2 separate regions of the Mustela erminea genome follow, and region 1 is linked to region 2. The links are chromatin contacts, called in public Hi-C maps. All regions are on one chromosome and are shown on one strand. The core of a region is the stretch at or near the end of the contact, and the rest is flanking DNA. Distances in the headings are between cores, read along the strand shown. Region 1 holds the start of TPP1 (tripeptidyl-peptidase 1). Region 2 holds the start of ARFIP2 (arfaptin-2).

The links. Hi-C and Micro-C count contacts between places; a contact is called where the count stands out from the background.
Region 1: a Hi-C map of spleen shows a contact between it and region 2, with 4 times the contacts expected there. The contact joins the promoter of TPP1 here to the promoter of ARFIP2 in region 2. A contact is called at or near these places in 2 of 3 Hi-C or Micro-C datasets (skeletal muscle and spleen).

The regions. Positions count from the first base shown.
Region 1 is chr9:61,584,449-61,589,079 of mMusErm1.Pri, reverse strand. TPP1 (tripeptidyl-peptidase 1) reads left to right here and starts at 2,539. Exons shown (of 13, transcript XM_032358915.1): 1 at 2,539-2,636; 2 at 2,736-2,807; 3 at 3,085-3,224; 4 at 4,339-4,489. The coding sequence starts at 2,593. DCHS1 (protocadherin-16) reads left to right here. Exons shown (of 21, transcript XM_032358912.1): 21 at 1-1,707. The coding sequence ends at 1,251.
Region 2 is chr9:61,453,200-61,458,023 of mMusErm1.Pri, reverse strand. ARFIP2 (arfaptin-2) reads left to right here and starts at 1,289. Exons shown (of 8, transcript XM_032358829.1): 1 at 1,289-1,420; 2 at 2,182-2,322; 3 at 2,581-2,677; 4 at 3,423-3,541; 5 at 3,723-3,944; 6 at 4,471-4,628; 7 at 4,777-4,824. The coding sequence starts at 2,224. It overlaps TIMM10B (mitochondrial import inner membrane translocase subunit Tim10 B), which reads right to left and starts at 1,190. Exons shown (of 3, transcript XM_032359139.1): 1 at 1,093-1,190; 2 at 822-917; 3 at 311-645. The coding sequence starts at 1,146. The coding sequence ends at 469.

The DNA.
Region 1 (4,631 bases), core at 1,290-3,789, 130 kb before region 2:
ACTTCTGGAAATGGAGGCCGGACACGGCGTGAGGCACCACGGGAGCTGAGGCTGGAGGTGGTGGCACGGGGGCCTCTACCTGGTTCCCGGAGTGCCACAGTGCCTGTGACTGTGGATATCACCCACACTGCACTAGGCCTGGCACCCGACCTCAACCTACTGTTGGTGGGGGCTGTGGCGGCCTCCCTAGGAGTTGTGGTGGTGCTTGCGCTTGCAGCCTTGGTCCTGGGGCTGGTGCGGGCCCGTAGCCGCAAGGCTGAGGCAGCACCTGGTCCAATGTCACAGGCAGCACCCCTGGCCAGTGGCTCTCTGCAGAAGCTAGGCCGAGAGCCACCCAGCCCACCGCCCTCAGAGCACCTCTATCACCAGACACTCCCCAGCTATGGTGGGCCAGGAGCTGGAGGACCCTACCCCCGAGGTGGCTCCTTAGACCCTTCACACTCCAGTGGCCGAGGCTCAGCAGAGGCTGCAGAGGATGACGAGATCCGCATGATCAATGAATTCCCACGTGTGGCCAGTGTGGCTTCTTCCTTGGCTGCCCGTGGCCCAGACTCTGGCATCCAGCAAGATGCAGATGGACTGAGCGATACATCCTGTGAGCCACCTGCCCCTGACACCTGGTATAAGGGCCGCAAGGCAGGGCTGCTGCTGCCAGGTACAGGAGCCACTCTGTACCGAGAAGAGGGCCCACCAGCCACTGCCACAGCCTTCCTCGGGGGCTGTGGCCTGAGCCCTGCACCCACCGGGGACTATGGCTTCCCAGCAGATGGCAAGCCATGTGTGGCAGGTGCACTGACAGCCATTGTGGCTGGTGAGGAGGAGCTCCGTGGCAGCTATAACTGGGACTACCTGCTGAGTTGGTGCCCTCAGTTCCAGCCACTGGCCAGTGTCTTCACAGAGATTGCCCGGCTCAAGGATGAAACTCGGCCATGTCCCCCGGCTCCCCGTATTGACCCGCCGCCCCTCATCACTGCTGTGGCCCACCCAGGAGCCAAGTCTGTGCCCCCGAAACCAGCCAGCACGGCAGCAACCCGGGCCATCTTCCCACCAGCCTCTCACCGCTCCCCTATCAGCCATGAAGGCTCCCTATCCTCAGCTGCCATGTCTCCCAGCTTCTCACCTTCACTCTCTCCTCTGGCTGCTCGGTCACCCGTTGTCTCACCATTTGGGGTAGCCCAGGGTCCCTCAGCCTCAGCTCTCAGCGCAGAGTCTGGCCTGGAGCCTCCTGATGACACAGAGCTGCACATCTAGCTGTGGCCCAGGCTGGGCCCCGACCTGGGATGCGCACAGTGTCCCCAATGCAGGCCCCATCTGAGCCTGCCCTTGGCAGCCTCGGACCATGACTGACCACGGGGGAGGCCAGCTTCCCATCCTGAACCCCTCCAGTGGGGGCAGGTCCCACGTCTCACCCAGCTCTGTCAGAGCACAGTGCCACAGAGGCTCTGTGGGGGCACTGACCTGGGGACAGGTCCAATGTGGGGAGAAATAAGGAGGCAGCAGCCCTGGGTTCTCCTCAGTGAGGGCTTCCTGCCCTGCACCAGCACCCTGAGGTGGAGCTGAGACTTTATTTATTGGGGGGTAGGGGAATGGGCGAGGTCCCTCCAACTTGTTTGGGCCCAGCTTTCTTGGGTTCTATTGACACCCCTGCCCCTGCACAGAACCAAGTGCCAATTCTCACTCTGGAGCCTTAATAAACTGCAGTTTGTATCCAGTGTCCGGCTGTATTCTGTGGGGGCCATGGGGATGGGGGATGATTGCAAGACAACTGATACACTGTGGACACCTCAGGGGGCATGGAGGGGTGGTGGACACAGAGGCATCTAGGGTGGGGACAGCACTGGGAGCCCAAGCCTGAGGCTGATGGTCACATCTCTGCAGTTGGCCTTTCCCATTCACAAGGGTTGGAAGGCAGACAGCAGGGGCTTCCTTGAGGCAGTGACCTAGAGAGGAATTGGCTGGGTAAGGAAAGATCTTGGGGATAACCAGCTAGGCCTGAGAATCCACGTGTAAGAAAAGCTCACATCTTTTAAGCCTTTGCCACACCAGGCTCTCTGCTGAGCAGTGTGCCTGTTTTATCTCTGTAAATGTTCACTGCAATCCCACGAGGCACAGCACTTTAGATCTAACCATTTCCATATTCTAAATGAAACCTAGGCTTAGAGAAGTTGGGTGGTTTTCTTGATACCGTACAACTAAGGAGGAACCCCGGTCTGTAGGTCTGTGTGCCCCAGATCACCTTTCTTTTCTTTTCTTTCTTTTTTTTTTTTTTTAAGATTTTATGTATTTATTTGACAGAGATCTCAAGTAGGTAGAGAGGTAAGCAGAGAGAGAGGGGAAGCAGGCTCCCTCTTAACCCACTGAGCCACCCAGGTGCCCCACCAGAGCCCCTTTCGTAAGTGCTCCCCTATACCCCTTGGTGAGTGCCAGCAGGCCTCTAGCAGCTAGGGGGAGCCCTGTATGAACCCAGTGGTCTGGGAGCCACAGATGAAGGATCCAGTCGCAGCCCCGCCCATTTGGAGGAGGAGCCAGCAGGGCAGCCACGTGGTGGTGGTGGTGGTGGTGGTGGAATATAAGGCTCATGTGATCTGTCACATGACAGCGGATCTCCAGAAAGGCAGCATGAGACTCCGAACCTGGTGAGAAATTAGGGGACCCCGGGAGGAGGGGATTATGTTGGAGGGTGGGAATACAGTGGCAGTCCGGCTCCCGCTGAAACCCGCCTGCCGCCTCTGCAGCTTCCTAGGGCTCCTTGCCCTCTTCGTCACCGGCAAATGCAGTTACAGCCCGGAGCCGGACCAGCAGCGGACGTGAGTTGACTTAGCACACACTGCCCCCTTCCCTAGGCCCTGTCCTGTGCCCACTCTCTTGGCCCAGACTCCCTCACCCCTTACCAGCTCCTGGTACCCACTCCACAGTCTTATCCCCAGGTTCCCAGGCTGAGTCCCCAATCATTCACCTCCTGTGAGCCGTATCTGCCTCTGGGATCCTACCCCAGGTCTCAGTCCCTAATCCTGAACCTTCCATGATTAATATTTCCCATCCCCACACTAACAAAGCCCATGTTCCTGACCTCTGACCCTGCAGATTGCCCCCAGGCTGGGTGTCCCTGGGCCGTGTAGACTCCGAGGAAGACCTGAGTCTCACTTTTGCCCTGAGACAGCAGAACGTGAAAAGATTGTCCGAGCTGGTGCAGGCTGTGTCGGATCCTGGCTCTCCTCATTATGGTGCCTATGGGAATAGGGATTGGGACTGGGAAGTGGGATGTTGTGAAAGGACCCCGGGCTGGGCTGACTGTGGGATGGCACACATAACGTTAAGGTCATGCTCTTGGTGCTGAGGAAGGTGGTGATACAGGGCAGTTGAATGGCTGTGACTCTCGAGCAGTTTCTGAATTTAATAAAAGGGATCTGGAAGTAAACTGTCCAAAACTCACTCAAATTCTTTCCTCCAAAACTTTTGACCTATGTTTATCAGGCTTGAAACCTGAAAGTTAAGAGCACAGGCTGTGAGAACAAACCTGGATTCAAATGCTGACTCTACTACTTGCAGACACATGGGAAGTAGTACCCAGTACAGATAGGTGCTCATTCCCCACCATCAAAACCACAATTGTTCCTCCTGCAGTCAGACTTCAGAACTCTCATTTCCAGTTCTGGCTCTCAAAGAGCCTTTGGAGTCATCTGCTTTTTACCATTGCTTGTAACCGCCCACTCATTTGTTTATTCTTGCACCCAGACTGCTGCCCAGTCCCCAGTGGTCCACCCCACTCCCCACTCTGCTCCCTACTCTGCTCTAAAACAGTGTTCTGTTCCAGTGGTCATGCTGGATGATGTCCCTCCCTTGCAAGAAGCCCTTCATGGTTGGGGGGGGCACTGGTATGTGTGTGAGAGGGCAGTCTCAGATTCACCCTGGAGCTGTGTACATAGCACTGTGCAGGAAAATAGTGACTCACCATCATGTTAAGCTTAAAATCAATAAGTATGAAGACTGGAACTGAATTAGATGTTACCTTATAATTGGTTCTAAAAGTTTGGAAAACTTTTACTCAGAAATAAACTTACGGAAAATTTTAATTTTTAACCTCATTTGTTGTTTATAATTATGGCAATACATGCTCTGATGCAGCATTTGCAACCTTCTGGCCTTTAGGGAAAATCCATATTTCTGGCCATGGCATTCACCTGCACAGCCTGCCTCTGTGCTAGAAAGTTTCCACTTATCCCTGATGACCCTGTTCCAGGGTCCCTGGGAAATCCCAATGTCTCCTGGTTGAGGTCCAAAATGAGCAACTTGGAAAAGCAATGAATGAAGGCAAGATCCTCTACTGAATTCCTGCAGGAAAATACCTGACCCTAGAGGATGTGGCTGAACTGGTCCGGCCATCACCACTGACCCTCCGCACAGTCCAAAAATGGCTCTTGGCAGCTGGAGCCCGGAACTGCCACTCAGTGACCACACAGGACTTTCTGACCTGCTGGCTGAGTGTCCGGTGAGACGGAAGGATTTCCCCATGGAGGGTACCAGTCATGTCATCGGGGAAACGAGTCACCCCAATGGGAGAGAGCTGAGAGCTGGTGGGAGCTTGTGGGTGAGAGAGAACAGGGAGATAAGGATGAGCAGTGATGCTCAGG
Region 2 (4,824 bases), core at 40-2,539:
GACTGCACACTGGCTCACAAATGAGCCATTTAAGTCAGACAGGTTTAAGTGAAAGAGAGCTAGAAAGAGGTCTCATTTTCTCTGCCATCTGGGCAGAAACCAGCTTCCTGTTGATGTCACTAACATTAAAATTTAACCCACAGACCTTGCTATAACCAGGTGCCTGGGAATGTTGAGGTTTTCCTTCTACACACAGACAGCAATTTCTCCACTGCCAGGGCTGAAGCCAACCGATATGTGCAAGCTAACAGAATAAAGGATGATGCCAATAAAATGGGCAAACCTTCCCCGACCAGGACATAAACCAAAGAGAGTAAAAGCGGGTTTATTGGCTCCGGGAAAAGGAGCAATAGTACCCAGCTCTCAGGTAACCCCTCACTCTATATACAGGCTGCATCCAGCCCAAGGTCCACTGGCTCCTTCAACTTGAGGGTCCATCCAGTGCCTCCCTTCCTGGAGTTGAGAGGGCTAGCTGCCTGATGGTGAGGTTCCGGACTGTTCAGCAGCAACACCTGGCCCAGGTGAGGCAGCCTCGTAGTCTGCGATGCGGCGCTGTACCAGAGCAGGCATGAGCTGCACATAAGCGGCCATGAGGCGGTGGTTGGAATGGATCAGCTTCCCAGCACAGCTGTGCAAACAGGCTTCCTGGATAGAAGACAGGGTAAAGCAGAGGCCAAAGGTGTCCTGTCGGATCCGTCTCCTTCCTTCCCATCCCTAGCCTAGGGGCAAGATGGGTCGTGGAAAGGCCAGAGCCCGAGGCAAGGGAAGTCGGGGTTGGGAACAGTCTACCGCGAACCTCCCTACAGAGTTCCCCACCTAACCTCCTCAGCATCCAAAGCTCGGTGGTGCAGGCTGGGCACGCAGCGCTGGAAGCAGAGTTCGGTCATCCGATTGTAGACCAACAGGAAGTCCCGCAACTAGGAGAAAAGGGGACAAAGAACTCAGCAATGAGGGGGCTCCTGGAGGCCTCGTTGCTCGAGTTTCCCAGGACCGCACGCCACAGCCCGACGTTCCCAGGCTTCCGAAGTCCAGCCAAATGGGCAAGGATCCTAGCTGAACCTATGGCCCTGCAGCGACTTAGCACCCACTCACGTTCCTCAGTTGCTGCTGCTGCTGCTGTGGCTCCATCGCGCCACCAGCTCTCATACGTCACTTCCTTACAGCCACTCGGTAACGCCCCGGAAGTGATCTCTCCCAGCTCCCCAGGGACTGAGGGGGTTGGCTCAAGGATCGCCAGGCCCCGGCTAAACGTCATTTCCGCCCTTATAATCTGCGACGTGGCCGGCTTCTTCTGCCCGGGAGGGGACGTCACTTCCGCCGAGTTCCTGACCTGCTGCTAGGATCGCGACGGGAACTGGAGCCCGAGGTCCCCGCGCGGCCCGGGCCTGGCGCCCTGAGGGGAAGAGCGGCCCGGCCGGAGGTGAGAAGGACATACTTGGGCGAGGGGAAGTTGAACGCACGAACCTGCCCTAAGGGAAGATGCCACTGAGCCTTGGGGAAGGATGAGGACACACCTGATGCCCAGGTGTATGGGGGGGGGGGCGGGGACTAACACACCTGGGGGACATAACTGACTTTGGAAGGGATCACTATGTTCTGGGAAAAAGAGGCTTTTCCCAGAGACCGAGAACATACACCAACTGATTCAACTAAGGCCTGGGGGGGAGGGCCCGAGGAAAAGGAGGTGCATGGGATGGAAGAAGAGGAGACCACCTGAGGGAAAGGGGAAGAAACACTAAGGGAGTGTGAAAAGCCAAGCAATGGAGAACATACCCGAATGGGAGGAGTAAGCTCCTGAGCCTTGGAAAGGGGTTAATCTGGTGGGGGGAAACAGCTGCATGGGGTAGGTTCCAAGACAGCACAGACCTTATCTTCAAATAATGCATGACACATAGTAGGCACTTATCAAATGTCTGTTGAATGACTGAATGCATGAATGATCACCTGAGTCCTGATGGGGTTGAGGGTTCATGAGAAGACACCTGGGGCCTGGGTGTGCATGTGGAAAGATAACACATCTTGGAGGGAAGAAATACATATCCGTAAGAAGAAAGGAGTGGGGGTCCAACCCTAGAATACTCCAGTCTTGGGACAACTTCTAAAATCTCTGAAATGGTGGGGGAGACCTTTCTTTCTGGAGTATTGGCCAGTTTCCAGAACTGTTTGTGTTGGGCTTTGCAGGGCACTGGGGTGGAGACTTTGACTCCAGTCCCCTCCCTAGCCATGACGGACGGGATCCTAGGGAAGGCAGCCACAATGGAGATCCCCATCCACGGGAACGGTGAAGCTGGGCAGCTTCCTGAGGATGATGGGCTGGAGCAGGTGCTTCTGTTTGATTCTTCTCCATATTGTTTTAATTTAGGAATCCCACATCATAAGCCCTGGGCTCTTACCCCATTCCATTAGTTTTCCCCTAACTTACCTAATTCCCGCCAATCTTTTTACAAATCTTCATTCTGATTCTATGCAGACTTCCCTTGTGTGCTCTCTCTGTGATGCTTCAATCCAAGCTTGTTCTCACCCCCCAAATGCTTCAGCTGCCCCAATGTTCCTGAAGCCCCCCTCTTCTCTGGCCTATAGGACCTCCAGCAGGTGATGGTGTCAGGACCCAACCTCAATGAAACCAGCATTGTGTCTGGTGGCTATGGGGGCTCTGGTGACGGACTCATCCCCACAGGTATGAATGATCAGAACAGGACAGGAAACTTGTTTGGAGAGAGGGTAGGGTAATGGTTTTGGGGAGTATAGGGTATGCCTAAGATAGCTTGAAGTATGTCTGGAGATACTGGGAACTTCTGCTAGTATGAGACCTATGGACTGTCCTTAGCTAGAGCCCAAGGCTAGAGCCCAGGGTTGTCCAGCTGCTCCCATTTGCCATTTAGCCCCTAAGATGTGACCATTTTTCCTTTCTCTGCTGCAACTACCCGAATCACATAAAGAACTCTGTTTCACAGACATTCTCCCTTCTCTGGAGCTTGAGACAGATTTGGAACTCTGAAGCTTCTCAGAGTTTGGTTTAGACTCTAAAGTTTAGAGAAGCAAATATTCTTGAATCTCACACTGACTCGGATTCCACATGAGGATGTCAGTGAGGTTTCTTATTATCAGGAGCCACCATCCTTGACCTGCCACCCCATTCTTAGCATATTTTCTTCCATCTTCTCTGCCCCTGTACACCAGCAACTCCCTTCCACACCCCAGTCCCTATCACCACCTCAGAAGGAGGCCAGATGTATATTGGAATTTGGGTCTCAGGGCACAAGGTATGAGTTCTGTTCCTAGTGAGTAGGAGAATCTCATTGTCTCTAGTTTCTGCTATTTCAGTAAAGTCATTGAAATGTTGGCTAGGAGGTATGGGTGGACCCACAGAAATGTCTGGTTATATCTGAGAGAGGCTGGTGTCAGAGAACTTGGTTCTTTAGGGTCTGGCCGCCATCCATCTCACAGTACCACTCCTGCTGGCCCTGGAGATGAGGTGGCTCGGGGCATCGCTGGAGAGAAGTTTGACATCGTCAAGAAATGGGGCATCAACACATACAAGGTGGGATTTAAGCACTTTTCCCTTTTCCCACACTTTTCCTGGGTACCTTTACCCCATATTCCAGATTCCACTATCCCATCTATGGCCGAGGCTAGGAGTGTGGGGATGCTAGGGTCAATACCTGTTGGGGGGAGGGGCAAGGTGCTAGGGTCTCTGACCTGTTCCCCCACTTCCCAATCAGTGCACAAAGCAGCTGTTATCAGAGCGATTTGGCCGAGGCTCCCGGACTGTGGACCTGGAGCTGGAGCTGCAGATTGAGTTGCTGCGTGAGACGAAGCGCAAGTATGAAAGTGTCCTGCAGCTGGGCCGGGCACTGACAGCCCACCTCTACAGCCTGCTGCAGACTCAGCATGCACTAGGTGACGCCTTTGCTGATCTCAGCCAGAAGTCCCCAGAGCTTCAGGTGCCTTGGTCAGGCCAAAGAGGGTGGGGGGACTGGGCCCGGGCCCTCCCAGGCAGTCAGCCCTCAGCCTCCCTCCCTCCCTCCCTCCTGCAGCCCAGAGGGAGAACCCCTCCAGGGTAGGCCCAGCCCTACCCCCAGCAGCACTCACCTGTGGAGGCAGCCTAAGGGTTTGTACAGAGGTTCAGAAGTTGGAGGGGTGGGGGAGATGGCACACTAGATGCCTCACAAGTAACCCTTCTCTGCATCAGTGCTCAGCCTAATCAGAGTCCCTCCCTTGCCTGCTGCACTAGCTTTCCCTATTCTCGTCCTGTGAACTTATATGAGAACCCCACTCCCATATTCCTACCCCAGCCATCCCTGGGGTGGCCCCACTAACTTTCTGGCTAAGAGAGCCTTGCTAGAGGCAGCCCTTGGTGGTTCCAGTTTCCATGGCTGTTTCCTCCATGGGGAGGAGGGGAATAAGGGCCCTGTAGCTTTAGTCAGGTAGGAACTGTTGCTCAAGGCCTGTCCTCCCTTCTGCCTTCAGGAGGAATTTGGCTACAATGCAGAGACACAGAAGCTGCTGTGCAAGAATGGAGAGACCCTGTTAGGGGCTGTGAACTTCTTTGTCTCTAGCATCAACACATTGGTCACCAAGACCATGGAAGACACGCTCATGACTGTCAAGCAGTATGAGGCTGCCAGGTGTGGGCACCAGCAGGGCCCAGGGTTTTGGGGATTGACTGGCCTGGGTGGAAGTTTGAGCTTTGGGGTCATAAGAATTGAGGAAGGAAAGGAGAATATGTGTGGAGGACACAGGGGTGGAGACCAGCCTGTATCACCCCTTTCCCAGGCTGGAATATGATGCCTACCGAACAGACTTAGAGGAGCTGAGCCTAGG